2 separate regions of the Sus scrofa genome follow, and region 2 is linked to region 1. The links are chromatin contacts, called in public HiChIP or PLAC-seq maps. All regions are on one chromosome and are shown on one strand. The core of a region is the stretch at or near the end of the contact, and the rest is flanking DNA. Distances in the headings are between cores, read along the strand shown. Region 1 overlaps TRIM14 (tripartite motif-containing protein 14). Region 2 holds the start of CORO2A (coronin-2A).

What was found. HiChIP or PLAC-seq counts read pairs in DNA pulled down with a chosen protein or histone mark.
Region 2: an H3K27ac HiChIP or PLAC-seq map of alveolar macrophages shows a contact between it and region 1. The contact joins the promoter of CORO2A here to the enhancer-like site in region 1. A contact is called at or near these places in 13 of 47 Hi-C or Micro-C datasets (blood, embryonic fibroblasts, epiblast stem cells and 8 more) and 2 of 2 datasets of contacts at active chromatin or transcription factors (alveolar macrophages and skeletal muscle).

The regions. Positions count from the first base shown.
Region 1 is chr1:239,915,796-239,921,572 of Sscrofa11.1, forward strand. TRIM14 (tripartite motif-containing protein 14) reads right to left here. Exons shown (of 6, transcript XM_003122031.4): 6 at 1-3,444. The coding sequence ends at 2,909. Among named protein-coding and RNA genes, the nearest start is that of TRIM14, 26 kb to the right of the region's middle. Within about 2 kb of position 3,471, at least 62 of the 83 cell types and tissues checked have an H3K27ac peak or open chromatin away from gene starts, as enhancers often do. A contact at or near this core is called in alveolar macrophages, embryonic fibroblasts, fetal liver and 5 more, where this site is marked.
Region 2 is chr1:239,996,143-240,002,436 of Sscrofa11.1, forward strand. It overlaps CORO2A (coronin-2A), which reads right to left and starts at 4,822. Exons shown (of 12, transcript XM_005660267.3): 1 at 4,699-4,822. TBC1D2 (TBC1 domain family member 2A) reads right to left here. Exons shown (of 16, transcript XM_021066519.1): 16 at 5,456-6,294.

The DNA.
Region 1 (5,777 bases), core at 2,221-4,720:
GGTTAAAAGGGACAGCTATTTGTATTTTATTAAACCATGTTTTGGAAAGTTGCTGTCACTTAAAAATATTTGCCAGCAACTTCCTGTATCAATCAAGAAGTTTCTACAGACTCAAGTCTGAAAGAGAATAAGTAGTCAGTCCCCTTACAGACATGGACCCCCAAGGAAGCTCAGGCCTCTGCTGAGAACAACTCCTGCCACTGCCAGATGGCAGCTAGGAATGGCAGTTGTCTCAGCACCGTGTCAGGCCCAACAAGGACCCCGCTGCGAGTGCTTATAGGACCTCCCATGGTACAGCAGGGTAGTTTTTTAAGGCAAGCTCATTATCCCCTGGCTCATTTGAGCCTCACAGAACTGGTAGGTAGGGTCATTAACCCCATTTTATAGGTGATGTAAACGAGAAGTACAGTGACCAGTTTGAGGTCACAATTATGGACCAAAACTGCAGTTTTCTGGCTAGCACAGGCCTTTGACAAAAGCCAGTGTTCATCCCTTGTAGTCCAGCTCTGTCTTTGCTACATGAATCCCAAACTCTCAAATCTGCCTCTGAGTGTAATACACTCTCTCAGAGCCCATGGAAGATAATCACCAAAGATAGACTCAAGTCCCATAGAGTAACCGGGCAAAAGCAAAGCATCACAGGCCTAGCAAGAGAGAGGCCAGGGCAAGTAGGCACTGGTTAGAGACTTGGCCCTGTTCACCTGAACAGAGGGATAAGCACAGACCCCCAGCTCCACCGTTAGCTGTGTAACCTTGGGCAAGTTACTCTCTGTCTCAATTTTGCTCTGTCTGCAATGGAATAACTTTCTACCTGCTAGGGATGATGTAAGGATCAAATGAGTTAATAGTTGTAAAGCATTAGAGCAGTGCCTGAGGAAACAGCAAGTATTTTTACTTGGCTGCTATGGCTGTGGGTCTGGGGACAAGTCTGGGTTTGCAGGGATGAAGAGAGACGTGGGGTCAAGTGTGCTCATCTTCCTCTGTCAGGAATGCTTCTGCCTGTCAGATTTCAGCATTGGGCCACCCCCAGGAGAATTTCCCTTTTCTCAGTAAAGCTGGAGCATAGTACTTAGACATCTCTCCAAGCTCGAGTTTCAGATGACTTGGGTAGAACTAAAGCCACTTCCGCCTTGCATTCTACTTATATTACACTGCACCATATGAAAATGCCATTTTGCGGCCCCAAACTACTGGAAATTGGCAGTTTTATATGGTTCAAACTAATTATTGCACCAAGTCTGTTTCAATGCTGAGGGAGATTCAGCTTTGCATTTCCTTATCCTACCCACTGCCCTCTTACCATGTACCTAAGATAGTTTAACATGGTATAACCCCCAAACCACCTAAGGAATTTGACAAACAGGATGCTCAACCTTCAGAACTGAGGCACAGACCCTGGAAAGAGGCCTTAACTTCCCTACTGGAGGAGCTGACCTTCCTGGGAGGTCCTGCTGATTTGGCCTTCTCCATTTCTCTATTGTATGGAAAGCAAGGCTCTCTGGGTTTCCTTGGCAACATCCGACTCTGAGGAGCATAATGATGCCTGGGCTGCCCAAACCCCACTCATAGTTCCTTCTCCTTTTGATTCTAAAACAGTTGGGAAAACTGCCCATGGTTGCTTAGCAACAGTCACCTGCTGGTTTCTTCCCAACATCCCCTGAGAAATGAATAAGCAGTAACATCTCCCAGATTGAAAGCTGGGCCTCAAGGGCCGGGCCAGGGAGGCAAGTGAGACACATGCCTGGAGGCTGGGGTAGATGGGGTGGATGGTCCAGCCCTTAATCACCATGGGTGACTCTAAGCAACTTTTAGGATCCTATTCTCCCCAAATGTACAGTGAGGTCAGACTGGGTGATCTGTGAGGCCTTCCCAGTTCAGCTGTTTCATGACTCAACGATAGCCAACTGGTGGTCCTTCACGCACTGCCCAGGAGGAAAGGGACTTTCTGAACTTTTCAGGGAGGGAAAGATATAGGACAACAGCTGCCCTTAGAAATCTTCCCAAGTAATTGGAAAGACAGGTCCTAGACTGTGGACCTCACAGAGAGATTCTTGTGGCCTGGGGAGAAGTCTTGGGGCACTTAAGCCCAGGGAAGACAGGCAAAAGGAAGAAAAGGCTTTCCTCTATGTTTGTGTGACGGCAAGGGTGTAGAGGTGGAACTGTGTGACACACAGTTCTGACTGGAGGGTCTCTGAGAAGAGCAGTCGGAGCTAGGTGAGGATAAGTAGTTTGGGGCGGACTAGAAAAGCCTTGAATGCTAAGGTAAAGTGCTTTTTTTCTCCCCTATAGATCTTGGGAATCTTTTGATAGTTCTAAGAGGTTAAGTGAGGTTTCAGGCAAGTCACTCAGGCTGTAGGGTGGAGGATGCACAGGGAAAGGGGTTCAGACCTCCAGGTGTTAAGCCCTTGCAGCTGCTCCTAAGGGAGGTGACATGGACAGGCTGAAGTAGAATAAAGAGGAGGAAGCCGATCCAACTGAGGTTAAGGGATAGAAGAGTCTTAGCGACTCTCATTCATTCACACATTTATTGTGTGCCTACCATGTGCCAGGCGTTCTGGGTGCTGTAGGGGGGAGAATGATCTGGGGCTGAGCATAATGTATTCTGACATGGTCAGGATGATTAGGTCTCAACTATGGGTGTGTCCCTTCGGGAACCTGGACTAAAAGCAGTGTAGTATAAGTGCCCTGGTTATACGACCAGGGGAGGTTGGGTGAGAGAGCAGCAGCAGAGGACATGTGTTTAGGGCTTGTTTGAAACTAACCCATCTTGGAGAGGAACTGTTCAAAGCACAGGCCATGACTGGTGGGGGAGTGGAATGCATAGAGAGGAAGTAGACTAGCCACGTCTGGATCCGGTGAGACCAGAGCCTCGGAGAGGCAGGCACGCAGGTCACGCAGGTCTGGGCCATTAGGGCAGTCGGGGGATGCTGATGGCCCCTTCCCAGAGCCGCAGGGCCGGGTAGAGCGGCTCCTGGAAAGCAGCACGGAAGGTGTGCAGGTGGCTCATGCCGCCCGACACGTCGTAGAAAGCGAGGACGCCGGCCTCGTAGTCCAGGAAGACGCCGAGCCTGTCGGGATCGTCGCGGAGCCGCAGGCGGCTGCGCTGCCCGTCATGGAAGGCCCAGTACTCAAGGTCATAGCGTTTGAGGCACCAGGACTGGCGGTTGCAGCCCAGGCGGGCAGCAGCCGAGGCCCCGCGGCGCCGCAGGGAGCCGTAGGCCGCGCCCACCCACCAGCCGATGCCCGCCTCCTGTACATCCACTTCCCAGTAGTGGCGGCCGGCGGCGAAGCAGTCGCGGCCCAGCACTTGCCACAGCGAGTCGAAACACAGCGTAGGCGTAGGCCCCAGGCGGCCGAAGAGACCGCAGCGCACGGTCAAGCGGTCTGCGGAGAGGCGCAGGCGCGCGTGCATCGTGTCCGGCTCCAGCGTGGGCGTGCGCGCGTCTGCAGGGGCGGGGAAAACGGGCCACGCCTGGTGGGCGGGGCCGTATCCACGCCCCGCCCCCCCTGGAGACAGACCCTGCTAGCCCAGCACAGGTTCGCGGTAGAAAACTGGAAAACACGGAAGTCTCCCGTGGAAAGGTGGAAAGCCACCCTTTTAACCCCGATTGCCTCTGAACTGCGGCTACACGGGAAGGAGAGAACATTTGACTGCACACGCGTTGTGCCGCTTGAATTTTGCACCATAGAATTTGTTGCCAGTTTCTAAAAATTGAATTTAAAAAATCCTATCACCCTTTACACCTGATTGTAATATCCTTCCCTTTTTTTTTTTTTTTTACTTGCCCTTTAATAGTTTTCCTTAACATTGGTATCATACCATACAGGCTGTTGGGTAATCTGCTTTTTAAATTTACTGATGTATTTATGAACACTTTACCACATCAAATATTCTTTTATAAAAACATTTTAATGGTGACCTTAAGATTTTGATGTACAGGAGTTCCCGTGGTGGCGCAGTGGTTAACGAATCCGACTAGGAACCATGAGGTTGCGGGTTGGGTCCCTGGCCTTGCTCAGTGGGTTAAAGATCCGGCGTTGCCGTGAGCTGTGGTGTAGGTTGCAGACGCGGCTCAGATCCCGCGTTGCTGTGGCTCTGGCGTAGGCCGGTGGCTACAGCTCCGATTCGACCCCTGGCCTGGGAACCTCCATATGCCTCGGGAGCGGCCCAAGAAATAGCAACAACAACAACAAAAAAAAAAAAAAAAGAAAAGATTTTGATGTACAGATGAACTATAATTTAACCCAGCCCCTCTCCCACCTTTAGAAAATATTTAGGCCTTCAAAAAAGCTTTTGAGAACACTAATACGAATGCATCTTTATGTATCTCATTATTTATGTAGGATATGTTCCTAAATGATGAATTGCTGGGGAGCTCCTGTCATGGCTCAGCAGTAACAAACCCAACTAGTGTCCATGAGGACTCGGGTCCATCCCTGGCTTCACTGTGGTGCAGGTCACAGCCTCAGCTTGAATCCCATGTGACTGTGGCATAGGCTGGCCGCTACAGAGTCAGTTGGGATGGTTGTGTTTTTAAGGCCTCTGGTAAATATTGCTGAATTGTCTTCCATAACAGTGGCAATGATTTAAACTCCCAATAACAGTTCTTGTTGCATTATACACATATGTAGACATGCAATTAAAGAAAAGTCTAGGTCTTAAGGCATATGGATGTTCAGCTTTAATAGAGACTCCCAGATGATCTTCTTGACAACACTGGAGTTTTCTGTAGAGAGTTTTTGTACATCTCTTGTTAGATTTAATCTGAGTTTTTAAAAAAGTGTTACTGAAAATAATGTTTTTAAATTTTCATAATTTTCATGTTCTAATTGTTTATTGCCAAAACATAGAGTATAGTTGATTTTTGTATGCTGACATTACACCCAGCAGCTGTTCTAAATTCACTTGGTAACTAATTTATCTATAGATTACTTCGGATTTTCTGTAAATCATCTTGTCATCTGTGAATCATGATCTTTTTTCCCTTTCCCCATCCTTAGAACTTTCATTTCTTTTTCTTTTCTTTTTGGGGTGTGTGTGTGTGTGCGCGCGCGCGCGCGCGCACGCATGCTTTTTAGGGCTGCACCTGCCAGCATGTGGAAGTTCCCAGGCTAGGGGTCAAAATCAGAGCTGCAGCCGCCAGCCTACGCCACAGCCACAGTAACTTGGGATCTGAACCACATCTTCGAATTGCACTGCAGCTTGAGACAATGCCTGATCCATAACCCAATGAGCAGGGACCAGGGATTGAACCCAAATCCTCATGGATACTAGTTGGGTTCATTACCACTAAGCCACAACATGAACACCTATTTATTTATTGGCTGCACCTGTGGCATGCCAAAGTTCCTGGGGCAGGGATTGAACACGAGCTACAGCAGTGACCCATGTTATAGCAGTGACAGCTTAACCTGCTGAACCATCAGGGCACTCTTCATTTCTTTTTCTTGTTTCAAGGCCCTCTCTAGGGCATCTAGAACAACATTGCACAGAAGCGGTTATGAAGCGGTTATGCTGGGCATCCTTTTCTCCCACTCCTGGGTAAATACCCAGCAGAAATGCATACATATGTGTATCAAAAGACATGCACAGGAATGTACATAGCAACATTATTCACTGTAGGCAAAAGCCCAAAATGTCCATTAGTAACACTGTGTGCTATGCTCATACAGCAGAATACTACACCACAGTAGAAATCAACAAACTACTGCTATGAGCAATCAGATGGATAAATCTCACAGTTACCTTTTGGGGATAATGAACTGGCATAGGAATG
Region 2 (6,294 bases), core at 3,572-6,071, 82 kb after region 1:
AACCTAGCTCCTCTGTGAGACATTGTTTTAGCAAGTTACTTTAACTCTGTGTACCTTTGTTCCTTTAACTGAAAAAGAGAAATAAAAATAGTATCTCCCCAAATTCGCTTGGTGGTGCAGTGAGTTAAGAATCCAACTGCAGTGCTTGGGTTGCTCTGGGGGTTCAGGTTCAGTCCTTGGCCTGGCACAGTGGGTTAAAGGAGGTGTTGTTCACATCTGGGGCTTGGAATCAGTCCCTGGCCTGGGAATTTCCATACGCCATGGGTGCAGCCGAAAAAGAAAAAAAAAAATAGTACCTCCCTCACAAACTTATAGGACTCAGTGTTGTATGAGACAGGGTACATGGCCTGACCCAAGGCCTCTCTTACCTGTCTCCTCTTCCCTCTCTTTCACTCAATTCCAATCTGTTTTTCTATGAATGTGTCAGGCATGGTCCTACCTCAGGTCTTTTGCATTGATTGTTTCCTTTGCCTGGATGCCTCTTCCCCTAGAATTCAGTCCAGCTCAATCCCTCACCTCCTTCAAGCCTTTGCCCCAAAGTTATCTTCTCAATGATTCCCCCACCCTGCCACCCTATTTGAAACCACAACCCTTCTCTTCCATTCCCCCTCACATCCTGGAAACATCTTCCCATGTTTTATTTGTTCTATCTCATTTACCATCATCTATTTTACTTACTGTTCTTTGTCTACCTTTTTTTCCTATTAGATTGTAAACTCCTTTAAGACAGATTTTTTTGGGGGGGTCTCTTTTGTTTACTGTCAAGAACCCTACCTGTCAACACTTAAAAAATACCTAGCACAATGTAGGTGCTTAATAAATGAAAGGCTGAATAACTGAATGATGTTAAGCACTTAGGATAGAATCAGACACATAGTATGTATTCAGTAAATGTTAGCTTATTATTATTGTTGTTATTGATTCTTCAAGGTGAGGTTCCCATGTCTTTCCTCCTTGACTTCTCCAAGCTTATAATCACACTCTCCTAGTCCCCACTGCACCCACCAATCTCTCTATTATGGTAAGGAGCACACTGCTCTTTAATTACATCTTTTTTCATTCAGGCTGAACCTAATAAAATGGCCACTTCTTGTAAGTCCAAAAACAGCCAGGTACTGGCCATTTCGTACAGTTTAATATAATACGTTCCCCGTGGCAGCCTGTACCTCAAGGTGGAGTATGTGCCCAGTCAATGTTTATTTACCTATTTCATGGTAGGTGTAATTGCTAAACACCTCCTTGTTCTGAAGGAGGCAAGGCACAACCTATAGACTTAAAATAATAAATGGAGGATCTTGCTGAATTATTTTCTTATCCTCCTGAAAAATCTGTCTCCTGATACTTGATAAAGAGGATTAAAAAAAAAAAACCACACTAGGCTCTAAAATAATCCAAGTTCTGGCCATTTGAAGATAATGTCCAAGGCTGAGGGGAAGCCCTTTCCCCAGAAGAAAAAGGCTAGGAAAAGGCTACAGGATTCATTTAATGATGGGGGGGTGGTGGTCAGAGGCTAGAACATTCTTTGGTTATCCCTGCTTTCACTGTTCCTTCTTCTTCTTTTTTTTTTTTTTTTTTTGTCTTTTTGCCTTTCCTAGGGCTGCTCCTGCGGCATATGGAGGTTCCCAGGCTAGGGGTTGAATCAGAGCTGTAGCCGCCGGCCTACGCCAGAGCCACAGCAACGTGGGATCTGAGCTGCGTCTATGACCTACACCACAGCTCATGGTAATGCCAGATCCTTAATCCACTGAGCAAGGCCGGGGATCGAACCCACAACCTCATGGTTCCTAGTCAGATTCGTTAACCACTGCGCCATGACAGGAACTCCTGTTCCTTCTAATAAAGGCTTCTGTTACAGAGATTTGCTAAGTCTAGAATGTGGGTTGTCAGAACTAAAAGAAACTCAGCACTGAATCTACCCCATTTCACAGATAGGGGAAATGAGGTACAGAAAGGGCCTGGGATTGCCATAAGCTTACACGGTGGGATGGAGGAAGAGTTCATCCTGGAATCTACATCTGCTGACATGAGTCTCATGGCTTTTCCTCTGGACCACACTGCTCCTGTGCTGGCCAGACTACAGCAATGGAAGCTTTGGTGTCACCCCGTGCCCCCCACCGCCCCATTTTTGGCTGCCCCAAGACATACGGAGCTCTAGTGCCAGGGATCAGATCCAAGCCGTAGTTAAGGCCTAAGCCACAGCTTCAGCAATGCCAGATCCTTAACCTCCTGTGCTGGGCTGGGGATTGAACCCCAGTCCCAGAGCTCCCACGAGGCTGATGATCCTGTTGTGCCATAGCGGGAGCTCCTAATGTTTCTATTTTTAAAGCTGTATTTTTTAAATGAAAAGTTTATTAATCCTCAGGTAAAACACCAAGAACCTCTTCACTATAACTTCTTTAGAAAATAATAGCACTACACTCAACTCTGTAATTACTTCCTTAGGGTAAAGTCCTCAAAGTAGAAGGCTAGGGGCAAAGGAAGTTAGGATCTTTGTCATAGGACTTTTGAAACGAGCTGACAGATAGCCCTGCAAAATTAAATGCTGCTGGAGAATCCTATAGCTTTGCCAGCATAGAGATTTATCCTTTTATATTTATTTTTATTAATTTTATAGGAATAAATACTGATTGCTTTCGTTTACTATATGGTATGTGTTTTCAAACAAGCAAACACACACACACACACTCACACTCACACTCACTCACTCACTCACTCACTCACTCTGGTCCTGGAATTAAGATCCCTGGGCTTGGTTGCTTGTCTGCTGGGTGACTTTTAACAAGTCACATCCCCTTAGGGGATACCTATCTGTAAAATGAAGAGGTTGGATGAGATGATTTCCTAAGATCTGTTTTAGCTGGATATTCCATAATTTCATGGTGCATTTTTTAATTATTGGCACAGGATGACTTTTTAATAACCACAATCTGCCATACCTCTAAATCAAGGCCCAAATGGCTCGGACTAGCAGAGCAGGAAAAAAGAGCCCAGATTATACACATGTAGTGATGATGGGAGACATAGGTAGCACTTAAGCCTGTGCATTGGAGCTACGCTCGGGTGATAGCACATATACTTAGCCTGCTTTTATGAGAGAATAATAACACTCATTTGTGGTCTAGCTTCAAGTTGTGCAGCTCCATCATGGCCAGAAGGTAAGGCCCTGGTTACTCTATTTTGGCCTTAAGAGTCCCAGACTTACAGTCAAGTGTAACCCTGGGAAGTGCTCATCCAGCCTTTGCTCACATCTCTGATGACACAGAGCTTATCACCTATCCTGGCAGCCCCTTCTTTTGGCTGTAGGAAAGTTCCCAGGTGAGGGGCAGGTCAGGAGGGGGTACAATCGAGAAAGCCCAGGCTCGATTTTCAGAAACTACTCCTTCAATCAGAGCAGGCAACAGAAGACAGGGACCCTTGGGCTGGAAGGGCTGGAGAGAGGCTCCTCTGGCTCCTCCTCTCACTCCAGACCTCTAAGGCAGCTACCTTTCCAGAGGTACAGGGGACACATTCCAGTCCTGATGAAGGTGGGTTCTGAACAAGCCTCAGGCTGACTACTAACTGCTCCAGGGCAGACACCTCAGCTCTCTTGTCTTGCCTTTGCTCCCTTTGGCTCTGACAGGAGAAACAGCTCTGGATCTGGGGCTGTTTAACCCTGAGGTGAACTGATTTAAGGGACCAGATAATTGCCCTGGGGTGGGGATGGAGGGGTCAGATGTTGTCTGTGTGCCAGAGCAGGACTAGCAGACTCTAGCTCTGTTTACAGCGAGTGAGATTCCCATCATAAGGGGTGTGCAGTGGGGCAGTGAGATGGTCCAGAGGGATCTTACCAAGGGGCCAGGACAGACACCAGAGGTCGTCTTTACCCAGAAATCTTGGAGCCACAGTCTCTCAGACATTTGCTCTGTCCCAGACCCGACCCCACCCAAACACCATCTCTTGGCACTGTAGCTCCTCTAGGTCCGTCTATGCATGGACAAGCCAACCATATCACATCAGGCTGGGACTTAGATTTGGGCGTTAGCACCTGGTGGGGAGACATTGCATACCATGCCCTAAATCCAGGTACTTGCGTGGGTCTGGTCCAGGCAAGTCTGTGCCAGAGGGCTCCACCACCTCCAACCTAGGGCTCCTCCAGCCCCAGACCGCGAGGAAGACTAGGCTTAGACTCTGACTGCCCCACCCTGCATGCCCAGGCTGGCTTGACAGGGACCTGGGGGTGTCGCCTATTAATGTTTCCTGTGCAGGGAAGCTGAGGCCCAGCAGGTTACCCAGCCAGGAGAGGGAAGAGTCCCAACACGGGTCCCGCGGGGCACCCAGGCCACTAGGGGGGACTGTCGGGACCGGCTTGCCACACCCAGCAAGAGCAGCCCTCACTGCGGGTGGGCTGTGCAGACAGTGCCCATCCGACCCTGCGCCGTCGGGAGCCTGGAGCTTGAGGCGGCCCCTCCCCACAGCCCAGCGACGAAGGGGCCATCCTTGTGCCCGCTATCCCGATGGGGAAACTGAGGCCTGGAGAGAAGCAGTGCTTTTTGCAAGGTCACGCAGAGGTGTCGAACGCCAGGTTCCCCGCGTCCCGCCAGGTCCCCAGCGGTGCGCCGAGCCCCAGCATCCCTCCCCAGGCGTTGCAGCTCAGAGGCGCAGCACGAGCACATCGCGCAGACGGGGAAGGCATAGCCCGGCGGCCCGGGACCGCCCTACCTTGATGACGGCCGCGCAGGTGGCGGTAGCGGCGGCGGCGTCTGGCTCTGGTTCTGAGCTCCTCGCTGCCCGCCGAGTCCCCGCGCCCAGCGCTGCCGCCTCCTCCCACCCTCAGCCCAGCGGGAGGGGCCGGTGGGAGGGGCCGGGGCCGAGCACAAGCCCCGCCCGCGAGTCCGCCAGGCCACCCTTCCTTCCTCGGCCCTTGGGCCGCGTTCCTGGTACCCCGGAGCTTGTCTCGGGGCGCGCATTCGCACAGAGAAAGGGCTCGCACAGCGGCGCGCACACGCCGCAGTGAATGGGGCGGGCTCCCCGGGGACCGAGTAGAGGCTGGGGTTGCCTTCCTTCACATCCCGTCGCTTTCTCGCGGAGTGGTATGAGACAAGGGATTCGATCCTTCCGGGAGGGTCACTTTACCCTTAGGTGGAGTGGAAACAAACCGTGTCTGCTTCAGAGTTGTTTGAGAATTGGAAGTGACGATCTAATTTACCGGCGCAGTAATGTGCGCACTCAGAGACGGCCACAGGAGTAGCGCTTGGTGAACCCGAGCTGTTGGAGTAATTCCTGGGGGTTCCCGGTACGTCGAGAGGAAGAGGGCAGGGAGGATCTCTGAGTATGGGAGGACGCCCTTCTTTCTATCGGTAGCCAAGAGGGGGCGCTGCTGCTTAGTCTTGCCGCCTTGGGCAGTGGGGGCGGAGATGGGGAAGCCCAGCCTTTTTGTAATATCACCACCCAACTCCTGAAGAACCGGGCACTGTTCTGGGCACCTTAAATGCATCACCGCAGTTTATCGACACATAAACCTACTAGGTTAGCTTTTACCTATTTTACACATAAGAAATCTGAAGTTCACAGAGGTTAAGTACCTTTCTTAAGATGACACCAGTATCAGTACAACCCTAGGCAGTGTGGCTCCCAAGCCCAAGCTTATAGTCACTCCACCACACCGTCTCTCATGAGAACAACTGTTTGTTCAGTGGTGTATCTCCAGGGCCTAGAACAGTGCCTGGCTCAGTAAGTGTTAATTCACCCGAATGTCTTAATTCACCTAGGGCTTCAGCCAGTAACTATGGTATGCATTTCCTACCCATTTGCACTCTCATATCTTTGTGCCCTTGTTCGCAGTCCTCTCTGCCAGGAATTCTCTTCCCATATCATGGTCTACTGTCTAAACAGATTCATTTCTTCCTTCCATGTCCTTCCCCAGGAAGGCTTCCCAGAACCCTTGTGGACATTCCCTCCCAGCCTCATATCTGCATCTTCCCAACTCCTGAAGAACCGGGCACTGTTCTGGGCACCTTAAATGCATCACCGCAGTTGCCATGATGATAGGCGGCTGGGACTGTGTTTGGGGACCTCTCTGGTTCCACATGGGCATAGGACCAATGGGCCAGAGGGGAGACCATTGGAAGCCTCTGTAATAGACAGAAGGTGGTACCTTTCCTAGAGATGCTCCCTGCACGTGTGTGTTCCTCATTCTCTTGTCCTGTCCTTTCCTGTTATCCTGGTTCATTTTATGAAGGCTACCTCTGACCATGTGAATTGCACACATGGGGAAACTGAAGCCAGAGTGGGGATGACCTGCCCAGAGTTCCCTAG